Linked DNA regions of Sus scrofa: region 2 is linked to region 1. The links are chromatin contacts, called in public HiChIP or PLAC-seq maps. All regions are on one chromosome and are shown on one strand. The core of a region is the stretch at or near the end of the contact, and the rest is flanking DNA. Distances in the headings are between cores, read along the strand shown.

Region 1 (3,344 bases), core at 146-2,645:
AAAAATAAAAATCATAAAAAATGTCCTGGATTACTTTCTCGTAGTTCTAAATACTTGGAGTGGTTTCTCTTTTCCTAATTGGGTCCTGACTAATATATCCATCCTACCACCCCTACTGCTAACACCAAGGGAGTTACTCCTCTGTTCTAACCTAACATAATTCCACAGTGTTGTTATGATGCATTTGCCCATGAGTCTTCTCCAGTAGCCGTGACCTTCTTAAGGGTAGGCATCATGTCTAATTCACTGCCAAGTATTTAGTGCCTCCCTAGTAGCTATTACTGGTGACACGTTCAGTTAATGTATGATGAATGAATGAATGAATGAATGATAACACATGGCAGGGTCTGAAAATGCATAAGAAAAGCAAAGTATGCAACATTCAAAATTTGTATCATGGTTAGGACTTATCACATGGAAATATTGATGTATGATGCCTTTCTCAATTTAAAATAGTAGTATTAAATCTTAAAGTTATGGTTCAGAATACATATTTTTAAAACAGGAATTTGAGGTATTCCCTTGTGGCTCAGTGGGTTAAGGATCCAGCATTGTCAACAGCAGCGGCTCAGGTCACTGCTGTGGCGTGGGTTTGATCCCTGGCCTAAGAACTTCCACATGCCTCGGGTGTAGCCAAAAAATACCACATAAATTTGAGGGTGTGTGTTAGTTATCTACTACTGTTTTACAGGCATCTCTGAATTTGGTGGCTTAAAACAACAATTTAGTGTTTCTTATGATTGAGTTGGCTTCAGCCAGTCTTGCCTGGGCACATTCATCACCACACCAGGTAGTGGTTCAGCTGGGACTGCCTGGTCTTGGATGGCCTCACTGATGCACCTAGGGCCTTAGAAGAAATGGCTTAGACAGCTGATCCTCTGTCTCTTTGTGTGGAGTCCCATCCTCAAGGAGGCTAGCCTTGGCTTGTTCTAAAGGCTAGTCCGGGCTTGTTTAAAAAGTGGCAGTGTTCCAGCAGGGGAAAGTGGGAAGCTCTGAGGCCTCTTGAAGCAGAGGCTTGAAAGTTAAACAGCATCACTTCCTGTGCATCATGTTCCAAAGCAAATCACCAGCCCAGCCCAGATTCAAGAGATAGACTCCACCTCTTCATGGAAAGGCTTCAAAGAAATTTGTGGTCATAGTTAATCTACAGCAGAGTCATAATTTTCATTACAAAACATTCCTTATTAGAATATTCAGTGCCTTAAGGAGAGCTTCCCTTGTAAAAATTGAGTATGTAACTAACTGATGGTCCACAAAGAACTAATTATCACTGATTTTCTTAGTTCTTTGACCACCAGATGGCAGCATTGCTAAGTCAACCTGGAGTAGTTCAAGGTCAGCACCAAATTCCACCTGGACATGCCCTTAAAGCTGAGGGACTCCTGTGATATTGCATGGGTGGATCAGGGCTGGGCGGCTGATCACAGAGGAGGCCTGGTTTGAGGACCCTCATGGGCGATGGCTTCCCCCTCTGGAAAAGAAAACACCACCAGCTCTTTGTTATTCTTATAGAACTGCTATGGGAACAAAGGTCCATGAAGCCTTTCACCCCCTGGATGGGAGATTCTACAAATGTAAACACATGAATTACTGCAAATATCATTTGATTACAATGGACCCAACAGGAAGAAATATTGTAATAAAGTAATGTTTGCATACTCATGTGCTCCCTATCAAAATTGCATTGTGTTGATTTCATTACAGTTTGGCAAACTGTTCTGTACCAGTGCTTTCTCTCTCCTCCACCATTTTAGTTTGTAAACTTAAAAGCAACAGTGTATGCACAAACTGATGACATCTGATTGAGATCGGTAGCCTAGCTCAGAGTTCTGTGCCAATGTCAGGTCCTGGTTTTGAGAATGTAAGATAGTTACATAAGATGTTGCCATTGGGGGAAGCTGAGTAATAGGGACATAGACCTCTCTGTGCTATTTTTGCAACTTCTTGTGAGTCTATAATTATTTCAGAATAGAAAGTGAAAAAAGAATCCTCTCTATAAATAACCTCCACCTGCTTGTGTATTACTGGTATTTGCATTATTGTTTGAGAAAAGAGAGTTGAGCCTTAATTTAAAAATAATTTTTGTTGTTGTTCTGCCAGAGTAGCATCTTTTCCTCCCCCCTCAGATCCACCAGCCACTTCTGCAGTGCCCCAGGCCAATTCAGAGCACCTGCTAGACCAGCTGACCAGCTGTGCAGAGGAGCTGGAGCCAGGGACATGGAGGTGCCGTCACCTCCCTTCTTCCCTTCTGGACTCAGGTCGTGGTCTAGATGCCTCCTCCATTCAGGACTCTGCCTTTTCCTAAGCACTTTCTGGTTTAGAGTAATAATAGTATCTTAAAATACTCCTCCAAGGCTTCCAGGAAGGCACTTTTAGTCCCATTTTGTGGATAAAACTAACTCCAACGGGTGAAGGGCAAGCCTGAGATCCTAAGTAAGAGATACACCCAAGGTTAACATGTGGGCCTTGACCTTTTACCTAGGTTTTCCTTGCCAATTCCTAAATAGAGTAAAAAGAGAAAAAACAAAACAAAACAAAACCTTTTCAAGTGAAGTAATAAAACTCATTTTGAAGTTTCTGTGTTTAAACACTAAGCCATTATTTCATATGTTTTTATTTATTGGCTTGCTCTATAAAAATGCAACCTCTGATGTTCACACAGTGTTTGAAGTAGAGAAATGAAACTTTCTCTTATGAATAACTGGAGAAAGTGGTGTTAACCCCCCCACCACCAATAAGAAAACAATAGGTAGCCATGGGCTTAGTTGGTCTGTGGCAAAAAGACACTTCCTGAAATTGAACCATTGGCAAAAGGAGACTGTGATATTTTGCTGACCAAAGATCGTGGGAACTTTTCTATTAAAATGCAATTCAAAACTTTGAAAAATATGAATAGTATCCAGTTGCTTGTCAGTGTCTGCCACACCAGTGGAGCCAGTAAGCCCCGTGGGAAGGCTGTGTGGCGGGTCCTGACCTCAGAGAGCTCACGGTGTCTAGTTGTGGAGCCCCCACACCAGCGTGTGTGAAACTGCCAAAGAGTTACATGGAGCAGTGATGCTTTTGTGCTAGGCTGTGTACCATAGGCGATTCTGGAAACCAGGGCTCCTGAGGCATGGATCATTCAGAGAAGGCATCAAAGAGAATGCCTTGGACTTGGGCTAGATGTGGAGATGTAGGGGGCTAGCTTTCTGTTAACTCCTAAAATGGCAGTAAAAAACTGGACTCTTAAAATCAACTCTTTTTTCTTTCTTTTTTTGGTTGCCCTGCGGCATATGGAGTTCCCAGGCCAGGGACTGAATGCAGCCTATACCACAGCTGCAAAAATGCCAGATCCTTAACCCACT
Region 2 (3,647 bases), core at 1,084-3,583, 180 kb after region 1:
TAAACAGAATGAGTAAACTGTCCAAAGTCATCACCTAATGAATGTTCCTATTCTTGAAACCCAGATCTGATTCTAAAATCTGTGGTCTTAATCGGTATATTATTTTGCCTTACTTGAATCTGGATAAACTTAAAACTGTTTCATAGTCCCACATGAACAAATTTCCTTCTATATAGGAAGTGACTGACAGAGTGCATTACTTAACTTTCAATACAAAGCCTTAAAACATTCTCTATCAATCTTAAGAGTTTTTGCCCTCCCAGAATATTTTCTTCTGTTCCATTAAGTGCATTTTCTTCCTTCTACTTATCTTTTGTGGTCAAATATAAGTCTAGGATAGGAGGACTACATACGCTAGGCAGTCTTGCGAGTTTTCCTTTTGTGATTCTGAAGTTCTGCAAACACTTCTCTATCCACTGGACAGAGAATGTTCCTAATGTATTAAATGTTAAGTATAATCTTGGTTTTGCAATTTTTAATAGGCTGTGATGAATACTACTGAAAAGCTATCACAAAAACACCAGGACCAATTAGGACTTGCAAGAGAATTTCAGGGAGAAAAATAACATTGCCTAAATTGGAATGTGGCCAGATGGCCAGCAGTTCCCTTAGTATCTGCTTTGATAACATCAAGATTCATCTGTATTTGAATTGCAGGGCCCACACATCTTTCATCAACCATCCTTGGGATGCCAGAAGTTGAAACTCATGAAACTGCTGACATCAGTACACTTTGCTGTAGATTACATTGCATCAGCGTCAAGTGTAGGCAAAGTAGCAGCAAAACTTTATTAAAGGTAGCCAGTCTATGTTGTCAGTGCAGGACACTAACGTACTCTACAAAGACAGGAAGATTAAACTCTTCTCTGTAGGACATCATAGAAGGGTGGTGTGCTGAGAAGTGGGATGGATTTAATGAGCAACTCATGGCATGGTAAATGTAGCTGCAGTTAGTCATGATTGGTAAAGTATAAATACTTTTAAGTAGTCTTGCAAAAAGTGTTAAACTGAATCTAATCATGCTTCCAGACCTACTTCTGATTTGTGAAAAATAAGAGGAGACATTCAAAAAGACCCCTGGCCTGAACTTTTCAAAATGACAATTTTACAAGGTAAAAAGAGATGGCGGAATGGTTCTAGATTAAGGCTAAAGAGTTATAATACCCTGGAGTTCCCGTCGTGGCTCAGTGGTTAACGAATCCGACTAGGAACCATGAGGTTGTGGGTTCGGTCCTTGGCCTTGCTCAGTGGGTTAAGGATCGGGTGTTGCCGTGAGCTGTGGTGTAGGTTGCAGATGTGGCTCAGATCCTGCGTTGCTGTGGCTCTGGCGTAGGCCGGCGGCTGCAGCTCCAATTAGACCCCTAGCCTGGGAACCCCCATATGCCACCGGAGCGGCCCAAGAAATGGCAAGAAGACAAAAAAAAAAAAAAAAAGTTATAATACCCAAATACAATATATAAACCATGACTGGACCCTGATATTTTTTGCAAGGAGGAGGTATAAAAGACATTCTTTGGTCAATGGGAAAATACAGATATATACACACTGGATTTTAAAGACTGAAGACTTATTAATCATAATGATATTTTGTTTTTGCAAGAAAACTTTATAATTCTTAGAAAATAAATACATGTTTAGGGATGCCTGCTTAACAACAGGTGTCTGCAACCTATTTCCCAATGGCTCAATAACAAAGTGTGTGAAAAGGGATAAAGTAAATATGGCACAATGTTAACAACTGTTGGATCTAGGCGAAAGGTATATGAATGTTTATCGTATTCTTTAAAAAAAATTTTTTTTTTTTTTGTCTTTTTGGGCCACAGCGGAGGCATATGGAAGTTCCCAGGCTAGGGGTCCAAACAGAACTGTAGCCGCCAGCCTACACCAGAGCCACAGCAAAATTGGATCTGAGCCAACTTGATATTACCAAGATGACTGACAATTGTCGACTCAAATCTACAGAAGGAACTACGATAATGTGTGATAACTCTTGTAAAAAAACCATATAAAATAATACATTTCATGAATATTCACAAACATTAAGTTGTTTAATAAACCATAGACATGCACAATGTGGACAGTATACTTTCATCCAGAACTGCAGTCAATGCTTACAAACCCCGAGAAGAGGAGAAACGAAGAAAAGGTTGAAAATTTCAGAATATGCAGACAGGAAGTGGGGAAATAAGGCTTCGAGATGTTGTCACAGTGGTAGGGTGACCATCTTTTTCCTTTATAGCTGGGGATGGAAAATGATTTCCTCAAGCTCCAGAATTCTCCGACCTTAAAGGTCAGAGGGTGAAAGTGCTTAACAGAACTTGCTGGGGCGTGGTCAGGAGATCCACTTTGCTGGAGTTAGGGGCCCCTCCCGTCCCAGCTGGCTGCAGCGGGGCGAGGGAAGCCGGTAGAGCGGCCTCACCCCACAGGGAGCCTCAGAGGGGCGGAGGGAGGGCGGGCCGCCATCGGACCAGCCCGGAAAGAAAACCTATTTCCAGCGGAAGAGGCTTTGAGCCCGGCTCGCCTCCTCAGCGCTCCGTTTCCCAGGGGCCGTCGGGCCCGCACGGGCCTGACCCACGGTTGGAGACCAAGGGACACTCACCTCACTTTGCGACTCCTGTCGGAATGGGTACTCCCTGGGGAAAGGGGGGCGCAAGCTATTCCCATGCTTCCGCCATGACCCCTTTCAGAAGTGTCAAACGCAACTTCCGGGCAGGACAGGGATTTTCGGCGCCGTAAACTCTTGTCCACCTAGGTAAGTGACCAGATGTCCCAGCAAAATAAGGGCCAGAAAAGCCGCTTCCTCTATCCCCCCAATCTTGGAAAGTAGTCTGGAGTATGAATTAACTTGTTTAATATGGGATGTCTGGTTACCTTCGGTACTTTTTGGGGCCTACTTACAGATGCGTGTCTTCCCTGACGGCTCAACTGTTGCCCAGGGCAACTATAAGATTGGGCGAAGGGAAAATTACGTCACACAGGAGACCGGAGGCGAGGAAACTTCCGTTGCCATTATCAGATATGGCTGCCTTAGCGTCAACAGTAACTTCCGTTGAGAGTTGTCTCTCTACCCTGCTGGAGGGTCTCTCGGTGACCCAGCTAGCCAGCGGCGCCCAGTGGGCGGGAGAAAGGGCATAGAAGAGCTGAGGAAAGGAAAAGGGCGGGGAGAGTAAGAGAGAGAGAGAGAGAGGGAGAGAGAAAGAGAAGCTGGAGCTAATGCCTCACTCTGATTGGGTAGCGTCGCTGGCGACAGTACCTCACTCTGATTGGGCAGCTTCTGTTGCCCTGGCCCCGCCTGTTTTTCTTCCCCAGCGATTGACCGGCCTGCGCCGGAGGGGTGGGGCGGGGCGGTAGCAACGAGTGTGTGTGGAGGGGCGGGCGGGGCGGGGCGGGGCGAGTGGGGGAGGGGCGGGCGGGGGGCGGCGGTTGGGCAGCGTCGCTTCCAAGGAGGAGGAGGAAGGGCGAGCTAGGAGGATGGCGGAGTCGGGGCTCCTGACGGTAACCAGGGGCCGCTGAGGCGGGAGGGTGCTTGTTGGCCGGTTCTTCCTGCCTTCCTTCCTGCCGGTCGGGCGGGCTGTCGGTAGGGGGAAGCCCCGCGCGTCCTGACAGGCGCTAGCTGGCGGGGCCGGGGCGAGGCCCGAGGGGCCGGG

What was found. HiChIP or PLAC-seq counts read pairs in DNA pulled down with a chosen protein or histone mark.
Region 2: an H3K27ac HiChIP or PLAC-seq map of skeletal muscle shows a contact between it and region 1. The contact joins the promoter of SHOC2 here to the enhancer-like site in region 1. A contact is called at or near these places in 2 of 5 promoter capture datasets (fetal liver and liver), 9 of 47 Hi-C or Micro-C datasets (blood, embryonic fibroblasts, liver and 2 more) and 2 of 2 datasets of contacts at active chromatin or transcription factors (alveolar macrophages and skeletal muscle).

The regions. Positions count from the first base shown.
Region 1 is chr14:121,167,091-121,170,434 of Sscrofa11.1, forward strand. The region is part of intron 1 of RBM20 (RNA-binding protein 20); the gene reads left to right. Among named protein-coding and RNA genes, the nearest start is that of PDCD4, 100 kb to the right of the region's middle. Within about 2 kb of position 1,396, at least 13 of the 83 cell types and tissues checked have an H3K27ac peak or open chromatin away from gene starts, as enhancers often do. A contact at or near this core is called in embryonic fibroblasts and skeletal muscle, where this site is marked.
Region 2 is chr14:121,345,605-121,349,251 of Sscrofa11.1, forward strand. It overlaps SHOC2 (leucine-rich repeat protein SHOC-2), which reads left to right and starts at 2,334. Exons shown (of 9, transcript XM_005671457.3): 1 at 2,334-2,752. It overlaps BBIP1 (BBSome-interacting protein 1), which reads right to left and starts at 2,738. Exons shown (of 4, transcript XM_013983731.2): 1 at 2,600-2,738.